2 separate regions of the Mus musculus genome follow, and region 1 is linked to region 2. A link is a contact called in public Hi-C data. All regions are on one chromosome and are shown on one strand. The core of a region is the stretch at or near the end of the contact, and the rest is flanking DNA. Distances in the headings are between cores, read along the strand shown. Region 1 overlaps Pdlim1 (PDZ and LIM domain 1 (elfin)). Region 2 holds the start of Cyp2c50 (cytochrome P450, family 2, subfamily c, polypeptide 50).

What was found. Hi-C and Micro-C count contacts between places; a contact is called where the count stands out from the background.
Region 1: a Hi-C map of liver shows a contact between it and region 2, with 3 times the contacts expected there. The contact joins the enhancer-like site here to the promoter of Cyp2c50 in region 2. A contact is called at or near these places in 3 of 484 Hi-C or Micro-C datasets (liver and nephron progenitors) and 4 of 9 other capture datasets (adipose tissue, embryonic stem cells, liver and 1 more).

What each region holds. Positions count from the first base shown.
Region 1 is chr19:40,218,375-40,224,183 of GRCm38.p6, reverse strand. Pdlim1 (PDZ and LIM domain 1 (elfin)) reads left to right here. Exons shown (of 7, transcript NM_016861.4): 6 at 1,016-1,133; 7 at 1,413-1,945. The coding sequence ends at 1,599. Among named protein-coding and RNA genes, the nearest start is that of Cyp2c70, 34 kb to the right of the region's middle. Within about 2 kb of position 3,208, at least 3 of the 459 cell types and tissues checked have an H3K27ac peak or open chromatin away from gene starts, as enhancers often do. A contact at or near this core is called in liver, where this site is marked.
Region 2 is chr19:40,087,741-40,094,054 of GRCm38.p6, reverse strand. It overlaps Cyp2c50 (cytochrome P450, family 2, subfamily c, polypeptide 50), which reads right to left and starts at 4,376. Exons shown (of 9, transcript NM_134144.2): 1 at 4,188-4,376; 2 at 3,672-3,834; 3 at 3,360-3,509; 4 at 2,950-3,110; 5 at 1,675-1,851. The coding sequence starts at 4,355.

The DNA.
Region 1 (5,809 bases), core at 1,959-4,458, 130 kb before region 2:
CCAGGACAGCCAGGGCTACACAGAGAAACCCTGTCTCAAAACCAACCCAAAAAGAAGGTCTCCTGGGCTTTGGGGTATGGACCCATCAAGGTAAGGGCTTAGCTGAGCCTTCCCCAAGTCCATTTATAGGTGGTCTCTGAATCTTGTCCCATCTCATGGGTTGTCAGATGGATATCTGGTCCTACTAAAAGTGAATCAAGCATTAATGGGAGAAATCTAAGAGACTCTATCACACATAGCCAGGAGGGACTGAGGAAAGTCAGGATAACAAAGAGAGATCACTCTGGTTGTTCTTTACCAGCCAGCACAGCACCTCAATCTTGCTCCCACATAGCGTTAGCATCTGGTGACTCATGCTATAGAGGGGCTACTCATGGCAATGGGACAGAAGCTCTGTGAAGATGCGACCAACAACCCCCCCCCCCAGTAATTTAGGGCATGTATATTTAGAACTCATGTTTGTTCATGTCCATTGGCCAAGGTCAGGATTTTCCAACCTTAGAACTGGTGATGTTCTGGGCCCATGTTAGTGTTTGCAAACATGTGAGCTTAATGTTATGAGCGCTAATCACAAAGCTAGATTCTGTAGACACTTTGTTTTTTTTTATTTTTGTTTTGTTTTTAATTTTCTTTGTAACAATGAAGAGGAAAAAGATTTCCTAATTTTAAAAAAATGGAAACTGGAAGACTGCAAAGCTGGGCGGTGGTGGCACATGCCTTTAATCCCAGCACTTGGGAGGCAGAGGCAGGAGGGTTTCTGAGTTCGAGGCCAGCCTGGTCTACAAAGTGAGTTTCAGGACAGCCAGGGCTATACAGAGAAACCCTGTGAAAAACAAAACCAAAAACAAACAAACAAGACTGCAAAATGCCAAGGAACTTGCCCAGTCTTGCAGATCCTGATAGCAGTGTCTTGACTTGAACATACAGATATACACAGGTGGTTCTGAGAGAGCCCAGTAATACTGACTTCATTCTTTACTTCCTGGCTAACCTGGTGTGTTTTTTCTCCCTTTAGGGGATCCCAACAAGCCATCAGGATTTAGAAGTGTTAAAGCTCCAGTCACCAAAGTGGCTGCATCTGTTGGAAATGCTCAGAAGCTGCCCATCTGTGACAAATGTGGAACTGGTATTGTGTGAGTATTGGCTTCGCTGGTGTTAGAGAGTGGACAAACCATGAAAGTGTGGGAGTTGCTGGGTGTTGCGTAGCTTGGGGGTAAAGTCAACAAATCGATCAGAATACGATCAGAACTTTTATCTTGACATGATAGAGGCTTTTAGAATGACGAGTCTTCCCATTCACAATCCAGAGGCCTGCTGTAGGGCCTCTGAAGAAACCCCAGACCTCACCTCAGAAAGAACAGTACAGAGCCCTGGTGTGACTAATGGAGACCCATTCTTCCTTTCTCCTGCAGTGGTGTGTTTGTGAAGCTGAGGGATCACCATCGCCACCCTGAATGCTATGTGTGCACCGACTGTGGCATCAACCTGAAACAGAAGGGCCATTTCTTTGTAGAGGATCAGATCTACTGTGAAAAGCATGCCCGGGAGCGGGTCACTCCGCCTGAGGGCTACGATGTGGTCACAGTGTTCCGCGAGTGATGGAGAGGACCTGCCCTGTCTACTGCCCTCCAGCCAGCCTGCTGCACCTGGTTCTCGGAATATTCTGGCTCTCTCCTCCCTGACAGTCCTGTGCTTACTTAGTGTTAGTCATGCGCAATAAACATTGGGTTTCGTCTGGGCTGACTGACTCCCACTGGCAGGGTGACATCTGCTTTTATATTATTGGGAGATGGTTTTGTCCCTGTCCCTTCACCCACACCTCAATGCACCTTCTTCACTTGGAGTCTTCTCTGCTGCAAATGGACATTGGTCCATTGGAACTAAGCCAAATGTAGTATCTCTGATGTTACTTGGTTTTACTTAATAAATTTAGACTTTAAAGCAATGTGTGACCTCTTAGTTGACTCTGCCTGTGTTCTATGTCTTGTTTCATGAAATATGGAGTCTCTATTAGGTTTGGTTTCTAAAGTTGTGAGAGATGTAAGGCTTTTCCCAGGCATGAGAAAGCTACTATGAACAAGCTGTGTTTCTTTTCATCTTTGTGACTTGCTGTAAGCATCATTGAGAACAGCAAATATTCTTAGTTATTTTTCTGTTGCTGTGGTAAAACATGATGAAGGCAACTTATAGAAGAACTAGTTCATTTGGGCTTACAGTCTTGGTAGAGAGGCATGACAGCAAGTGGCGTAGCACCACCAACTGGGGACCAAGTGTTCACTGCCTGTGTGTGTGTGGGGGGGCACTGTCATTCAGACCACCGCCCTATTATATCTTGTTTGGTTCTGTTTTAGAGAAATTGTCTTGGAGTTTGAGGGAATAAAACTTCCTGTTTTAGAAACTTTTCTATTACGGTGAGAAAACACCATGACTCAGGCAACTTATAGAAGAAAGCATTTAACTTAGCTTACAGTTTCAGGTGCTGAGAGCCCATGATGGCGGAGTGAAGGAACAAACTAAGAGCTTGTGTCTTAGTCCACATGCACGAGACAGAAAGACAGACAGACACACTGTAGATGGTGTGAGTCTTTTGAGACCTCAAAGCCTGTTCACAGTGACACACTTCTTCCAACAAGACCGTATCTACTTATCTTTCTCAAAACAGTTCTACTAAGTTTGGAATAGTGAAACAAGCGAGCTGGTGGGGGCCATTCTAATTTTCATCACCACATTTCCCAAATAACAGGTAGGTAGCTCCTCCAGTTCGTCTTAGAGTATGCTTCTACCATTCTTTTCCAGACTGCGTAGGCGTGCTATCTCAGAAGCAAGACCACAAGTGGCAGAGAGCTCAGATGTGGGTGGTAGGCCATATTCAGCAGCACCTGGAATGCTCCCTTATGCAAATGAGGCATCCCCAGCACCTGGCCAATGATGTACATTCTCCCTAAAGCCCCTACTCATCCCCCACAAAGGTTTAAATAGCCATTTCCCTGCAATAAACTAAACCAGTTCTCAAAAGCTGTTCCTGGAAGTGTGTTCTTTGTTCCTGTTGCTTGTTCTTGGTTGTATTCCAAAAGGGCAAAGCTCCTGACGAGCAGCCTGTTTTTTTTTTTTTCCCCCTTTTTCCTTTTTCCATTATGCTGCATCATCAGGGCAAGCGGTTTTGTTTGTTTTGTTTTGTTTATCCTATGTGCGTGAACGTTAGTGACCGCTGGTCAAGATCCTGCCTGCATCCATCCTGATCCACCAGCTAAGCTTCCCTTCCTCCAGGCCAGCCTGGTGTTTAACAGGCCTGACTCCAAGAGAGACACAGACACGCACGGCAAACCACCACACAGTTCTTCATGGAAGGGAGTCAGGGCAGGAACTTAAACAAGGTAGATACCTGGAGGCAGGAGCTGGTGTGGAGGTCAGGGAAGAATGCTACTTATAGGCTTGCTTGCTGTGGTTTGTTCAGCCTGCTTTCTTATAGCACCGAGGACCGTGAGTCAGGGGTGGCACTACCCCTAAGGTCTGGGCCTTCTACATCAATCAATAATTAATAAAATGAATTAACAGCCAAAAGATAAAAATAAGAAAGTGCATTAAATACTAAAGCAGGCTATTTTATGGAGGTAGAATCTCAATTGTGGTTCTCTCATATAAAACTAGTTTGTGTCAAGTTGACAAGACTAAAACTAAGTGAGCACTGAATTCTTGGCCATTTTATTGTACAGTTAAGTCATGGGGAGGCAGAACACAGATACAAAAGAATGCAAGTGGTATGTACTCAGTGATAAGTGGGTATTAGCCTCCAAACTCATAATACCCATGATACATCCCACAGACCATATGGAGCTTAGGAGGAAGGAAGACCAGGGTGTGGATCCTTCAGTCCAGCATTGAGGGGGGAACAGGACGATCAAGGGAGGTGGAGGGAGGGGTGACCTGGCAGGAAGAGAAGAGGGGGAGAATTTAAGGGGGGTGCATTATCAGGTACTGGAGGACTGAACGGGTCAGGAGAGAGGTACAGAGGGTCAGGAAATCGAATAAAAATATATGGGGGGGAGGGGTAATGAGGAGCTGGGGATAGTCACTGGAGGGTCCCAGACACTAGGGAAACGAGAGGCTCTTAGGACCCAACGGGGATGATTTTAGCAGAGAAGGGGAGATAGAACCCGTAGAGACCACCTCCAGTAGATAGGCATGGCCCCAAGTTGAGGGATGGGGCCATACACCCATCTCAAAGTTTTTAACTCAGAAATGTTCCTGTCCAAAGGAAGAACAAGGACAAAACGTGGAACAGAGACTGAAGGAAGAACCATCCAGGGACTGCCCCACCTGGGGATCCATCCTGTCTTCAGACATCAAACCCGACAATGTTGCCATTGGCAAGAGTCACTTGCTGACAGGAATCTGCTATGACTGCTCCTTGGGAGGTTCAGCCAGCATCTGACCAATACAGATGTGGATGTTTGGAGCCAACCATCAGACTGGGTTCAGGAACCCTGGTGGGGGAGATGGCAGAAGGATTGGAGGAGCTGAGGGGGATTGTAACCCCATAGGAAGAACAACATCAGCTGGTCAGATCATGCAGTGCTTCCAGGGACTAGACCACCAACTAAGGAGTGTACAGGGAGGGATCCATGGCTCCAGATACATAGGTAGAAGAGAATAGCCTTGTCTGACATCAATGAGAGTAGAGACCCTTGGTCCTGTGGAGGTTTGATGCCCCAGCGTAGGGGAATGCTGGAGTGGTGGAGTGGGAGAGGATGGGTGGGTGGGTGGGGAGCACCCTCATAGAGGCAAAGGGGAAGGAGGAGAGTGAGTTTGTAGGATGGGGGGCGTGTGGAGGGGTAACTGGGAAGTGGGATATCATTTGAGATGTGAACAAATAGAATGATTAATAAAAAGAAGATATTTCTGGAAACTGTTGGTTGGATCCAGGTTGAGATATGTTGATGCTCATAGGTGCAAAACAACACGGCCTCTCTGTTAGAGCGAGTGAATATAAGGACCAGCGGATATTTTCCTGACCTTTGAATACAGTTGTCGTAAGCATACTCAGTGATTGGCATAGCATCCACTCAGTTCTTTGTCCAGTGAGACAAGTACTATGATGTTTAATAAGAAAGTTGAAACATCTCATTTCCCCTTGCATAACAAAATGCCCTGCAAAAGCCCAGGGCTCCAAATTAAGAAATACTCTTCAAAATCTGTAAGAATCATAGCCACAAATAAATGCATGCATAAATAAAGCAAGGGATGGGTTTGAAATGGCGTAGTTTTGTCATTCTTAGAAGATTCAAGGTTCTGGAATTAAGTTTTCAGTAATATGTTTACTTATTTTGCACTGCTGGGGTCAAACCCAGGGCTTGTGTTTGTTAGGCAAGTGCTCTATCACTGATCTCTGTTCCCATTCTGGTTCATGTTACAAGAAGAGGTGCTGGGAAATGGCAATGAACTCCAGACAATTCTGACACATCCACTCCAGTAGTGACCCGAGTGACAGGCCCAAAAGCTTGGGTGCAGTCCTGAGGCGAAACGTTCATGGAAACTTAGTCTCTTGGAACTGTGGCATCCTGTAATAACAAATGCTTCAAATCTGTCCTTGCTTTAGTCGGTAAATGGATCTGTGTGCTTTCCCTCAATATTGCTTTATTTTAAGTGCCTCTGAGGATTGATTGATTTTGACATATAGCTAAGTTAGATTCTTCACCAGTGTTCCAATGTCCTAGGCAGTCCTTGAGCCGACCCTGGGCATGGGTACCTGAGTCACTGCCCTACACAGGAATTTACAATGACCTAGGAAGAAGGAAGGTTGTGGTCTAAG
Region 2 (6,314 bases), core at 3,127-5,626:
ATATTAGTCCCCTATCAGATTTAAGATTGGTAAAAATCCTTTCTCAATCTGTTGATGGTCTTTTTGTCTTTCTGACAGTGTCTTTGGCCTTACAGAAGCTTTGAAATTTTATGAGGTCCCATTTATCAATTCTTGATCTTACAGCGCAAGCCATTGCTGTTCTGTTTAGGAATTTTTCCCCTGTGCTCATATCTTCGAGGCTTTTTCCTACTTTCTCCTCTATTAATTTCAGTGTCTCTGGTCCTATGTGGAGGTCTTTGAGCCACTTAGATTTGAGCTTTGTACAAGGAGATAAGAATGGATCAATTTGCATTCTTCTACATGATAACTGCCAGTTGTCCCAGCACCATTTGTTTAAAATGCTGTCTTTTTTCCACTGGATGGTTTTAGCTCCCTTGTCAATGATCAAGTGACTATAGCTGTGTGGATTCATTTCTGGGTCTTCAATTCTATTCCATTGATCTACCTGTCTGTCATTGTACCAGTTCCATGCAGTTTTTATCACAATTGCTCTGTAGTACAGCTTAATGTCAGGCATGGTGATCCCACCAGAGGTTTCTTTATTGTTGAGAATAATTTTTGCTATCCCAGCTTTTTTATTTTCCAGATGAGTTTGAAAATTGCTCTTTCTAACTCAGTGAATAATTGAGTTGGAATTTTGATGGGAATAGGTGCACTATTTCTAAATGCATTAAATAATACTACAGTGCATTCAAAATACACTTAGTAGCATCATATATTATTTTATCTCTGTTTTAAAAATGAAACAACTCTTTAGAATGATTGAGAGATTAAGTGCAATTTTTGTATGAGTACCCACTGGCTGCTTTGTAGAAAGTGTTAATATATCTTAAAATTCAAATGGAAATGTAAATTCAAATGGAAATGGTCAAGCAGTCTGGCAAAATGAGTACTGACATTGAGGAGCTCACATTTTAAATATTGTTAAAGTGTTTCAGGAAAGAATCCATGTGAACTGGACTGCTAGCAAAGGATAAAGAGATGAGGGGAGCAGATCTGATTCTCTCCAATAATAACGGGTATTTATTAGTGATTGCTTTTTTACGTGAGAATATCTCAGAAACTGTAGGAAACTGTGTTTTTCCCAAATTATACAATACCATCAGTTAATCCTTACAACATGCCCAAATAATTCCCATCTCCATCTCCATTGGGGCAAATTAATTGGAGATCATATTCAAAGCTTTACTCTTTCATCTACCCACTCTTACCAAGGCACACCTCTCCCTACATCACTCAGTCCTTTCAAGATCCCCTTTACATCAGTACAAGTACCTCACTATCAATTTTAACCTGTAGGATGTTAATGATCCATCACTGTGGTATGATGATATCTGTGTTCATGGTAAGATAGGACAGTTCATGATGTATGAGTAAATTGGAATTTGTTTCATCCCATCTACCTTTTCTGTTGCCTTTCTACTCACAAGATGGTTTTAAATTCTTTCTTTTGTTTGTAATTTAAATACCAGTGTCAATTAACAAATTAATTCTATTTCTTCCATTCATACTCAAACAAAATAATAATTACTAAATTGTTTTTCACATGGTATTGTCATGAGTTTAGACATAATTTGAAATTAGTGATTATTCAGTGGACTGTAAAGAACTTGATCAATTTAGTAATTGTATAAATGTGTATAAACTCTTTACCTGGCCTCCATTAATTAGGAAATAATCAATAAAGTCCCGAGGAATTGTAACATCCAATGATTCTTCATGTTCTTTTATTTTCTCCAAAAGGAAATTTTTAATACAAGCATAATTTTTAAAAACTTTGTTATGACTTCCTGGACAATAATCAAGCAGAACAGGAAATGTATTGCAAACCTATAGGGAATTCAAGAATTTACTAAATGAATAAATTGTAATGAAGTAAGTAAGGCATATTTATATCATCCCACATGATTGATTTGAATTGATAGATCAAAATATGTACTTTAGTGCATCCTAAGGAGGTAGTTTTTTTTTCATACATGCTAATTCTCTATTCTAATAGAGAAATACAAGGGAGAAATTACTGCCCAAATGACCAAAGAACAGCAAAAATTTCACACTCACATATCTTTTTTTGTGCAAAATACGTTCATGTCTGTTCTTTGATAGCTCCAAGAACTCTATTCTCATGTTTGAAATATCACATATGTAAATTACTTACACACATACTCTACAGAAGAACTTAAGATGTCTGGGTGACTTGATTTACAGAAGAAATTTAATAACTGAAGATTTTATTCTTACCAAGCAGCTTTTTAAAACAAAAGAGTTTATGCCTTAAAATAAATTATATACCAAAACCTGTGTGGAGTTTTCCAATACAATTATTCTTTATGTAGTTTTCATGAAAGGCTAGTTCAGCATAAGACAATTCTGGGAGGATGCTTATCGTCCACACAGAATGAAATCATGCACCTTGTAACTTCTTCCTCTTACCCTGTAAACTAGAGTTCTTGCTTATGCACCAAGCCACTGAAGTAACTGCTTCTTGGCAGCTCTCATTGCCACACATATTCTTTCTCTTTAAGAGAATAGTCTTTCTGTACTGAGATACTCCTTGCTGGTAATATGATGAAGATGTGTGTAATTGTTGAAAAGAGGCCAATAAATTACATAGTAGAAGAATGTCCTAAGAGTGACTTGCCAAATTTCTAGAAGTGAATACAGTATTTAATCAAAAGATTTCCGTGGAAGTTAATAGAGAAATCAATAGATAGGGAGATAGCAGGCCAAAGCTATCCTGGCATTGCCCCTTCTAGTTTTCCATTTGTATAGCAAGAGGTTTGGAATTTGCTTCCAAATATTCTTTCCATAATACGTTAGTCAGCACTGTCATGTCTGGTCACCTCACTACTCGGTCTTTGTTCAATCTGACCTGCAAATAATAAAGAGCAAAAGAATGTTCTCAGAGTCAAGGAATCATGACTTCACCTGCAACCAAGGGGTGCTCATTATCTTGGTTATTTCATTCAGTTTTTCCATCAAATTAAGAAAATCCCGATCTTTATAATCAAAACGATCCTGGAAAATAATTGAGCAGATGACATTGCAGGGAGCACAGCCCAGGATGAAGGTGGGATCACAGGGTGAGCCTGAAAATTTGGAAACAATTGTAAAATATCATTAAAATACACATAGAAGACACCATGCCCTTGTTATCATGTTAAGACACTTGATAAATTTTATGCTACATTTATGCTAAGGGCAATGCATGGATTGGCCATTCACTGAAACATTAACATGAGACCTATACACCTCATTAGAAAAAAATAATTCAAATAGGACAGGAACAAAATCACTCATACTGCCATACCTAGATCAGGTTCTAAACCTGCACTTACCATTGGTTTTCCTAAGTTCCTCCACAAGGCAACGTGCTTCCTCTTGAACACGGTCCTCAATGCTCCTTTTTCCCATGCCTAAATTCCGCAGAGTCGTGAGTGAGAAGCGCCTTGTGTTTTTCCATACATTTCCTTTACTAAATATAATGCCTAAAGCAATAAAAACAGACATTAGAGAGTAAATCCTGGAGTAGAAGTAGAGGATGTCTGGTGGCTGCCATAGAATCACAAACTGTGTCTCAGGAGCAGAGTTGGCCTCTGCTTTCCATCCTTTAGCTCACTATGCATACTATGCAGTACATGTATACTTACCCATTCCATTAGTAGCTTTATCAAAAACTGGGAGCCTTCCTCTTCCAGCAAACTCCTCCCCATGGTCAACCAGAGCTTCCTTCACTGCCTCATATCCATGCAACACCACAGTGGGCTTCCTGCCCAAATATAGAGTATACACAGGGCCATAAACTTTTGATAACTAGGAATCGAAAGAAATGGAAATGTTAGGAAAATTTAACTGCATTCTCAATGATTTAAAACAATTTTAGACTGGTAATAGTAGTGTGTTATAATAGAAAATAAGGATTTGAATAAGCATAACTTAAAACTATGCGATTATATTATAAAATGCAATGACATAAGTGTTCTTCAACCTGAAGCGTTGCTCATTACTAATTTCCCAACCAGGACTAGTGACAAAAGAACTACATTACAGTTTCCTACTTAATGAACATTTTAAAATAATATTGCTCCCGTGATAGAATTTTATTGAAAGCATCATGACTTATATATCCCCATGCAAAATACTGGAGAAGCATAAGGCATACTTACATTGGTGAAGGATTGGCAGATGTCCTTCACATTGATCTGAAGGATATTTCCAATAATTGGAAGAGGAGTGGGGCCAGGAGGGAGCTTCCCCCTTTCAGAGCTCTGTCTCCAGAGTGAGAGGAGAAACAGACAGGAGAGGGTGAACACCAGGACCAGGATTGGATCCATGGAGATTCTTCTTACTGACACAGTTGTGATTGGGGGCAGCCTTTTTTTGTAGTTCATCTCCAGATCAATCCATTGCACTTTGGAACATTCTTGACTAATCAAACATTGTTTAATCTCTCTTTCAACTAGACATTGCTACAATACTAAGACAAATAAGAACTTCTTTTACCTTGTTCTTTATGCGGTACCCATAAGAGATCTTACCTTAATTTCTTGAGTTGTGTATGACCAATATTGCTGATAAATAAGAACTCTATCTATCTATCTATCTATCTATCTATCTATCTATCTATCTATCTATCTATCTATCTATCTATTATCTATCTATCTATCTATCTATCTATCATCTATCTATGTATCTGGATTTTATTACAGGGTATATTTTTGTGTATCATTTCTTTTTTATTAGATATTTTCTTCATTTACATTTCAAATGCTTAGTAATTAAAAAATATAATAAATAGAATGTGGTATGGAGTTTCTTAAAAAAAAAGAAAGAAAGAAATACAGGAGAACACAGGTAAACACGTAGAAGTCCTTAAAAAGGAAATAAAAAAATCCCTTAAAGAATTACAGGAAAACTCAAACAGGTCAAGGAATTGAACAAAATCATCCAGGATGTAAAAATGGAATTAGTAACAATAAAGAAATCACAGAGAGACAATCGTGGAGATAGAAAACCTAGGAAAGCAATCAGGAGTCATAGATGAAAGCATCACCAACAGAATACAAGAGATAGAGGAAAGAATCTCAAGTGCAGAAGATACTAAAGAAAACATTGACACAGCAGTCAAAGATGTTATCACATTCCTGAGGCAGTTCTGTCAATTTTCACTCTTTTACTCTTTTATGTGTGATCGACTTTCTTTTTTAAGAACGATTATTTCCATTTGAGAATGAGAAACTGGGATTTATAAATTCACAACCTTGATGAACCCAGAGACAAAGTGGTACAGAAGGACTTAAGCCTCCCCTGTTTTCCCTGCACAGAAACATTCCAGTTGCTTGTATCCACCATATTTAGTGACTTTGCCCTATGCTTCAAAAGTGACTTTAATCAATATCAAACAAAATAAACAAAGATCTGGTAAATAAGGTTATCCCTGTTTTTATTGCATGGAGTTCAGAAAAGTTTGGTTTTATAACTTGTTGAACTTTGTGATGCGGGCTCTTGGCAGTTTACAACACAGTAAGCAGTAACTTGTGGTTATGCACATTGCCCCATATTCCCCCAAATTCACACACCTTATTTTGGATAAGTAAGTTCTATATATTTATTTAACAGCAGCATCATTTTACACATGGAAAAATGGTTATTTATTCTCAGTTTATCCTTTTTTTTCTGTTGGCTGATCCATTCTTATAATGCAGGAAATAAATCCCTTAGAGAGAGGTGATCCTTCCCAATGTGCCTTTGTTAATTCCTTGAATTTCATACATCACATTTTGAATTCACTCATCTCTGCTTTAACTTCTCATGGATCTGTCCTTTATCCCAGAACCACCAACTTAGCATTCTCATTTTTTTTTAAACCCATCATGTCCAGTATATACTTTTGGGTATGTGGTGTTTTTCTTAATAGGCAACACACATTTTTTTTTTTTTTAGTATTCATTTGTTTTGTTTAATTAAATTTTTTTTTATTTCTAGACATGGTGACTTACATCTTTAATCCAAGCATCTGAGATTCAGAGGCAGGTGGATCACTGTGAGTTCAAGGTAGTCCTGGTCTATACAATGTGTAGGCAGGTCAGGACTTCACAGAGAGATCCTGCCTTAAAACAAAAGTTAAAAAAAATTAATTCTTTGAGAATTTCATACATCATGCTTTGGTTATTTTTATCCAATTTTATTAGGTATTTACTTCATTTACATTTCAAATGCTATTCAGAAAGTTCCCTATACCCTCTCCCCACACCCCCACTCTCCTACTCATCCACAGGAACACACTTTTAATG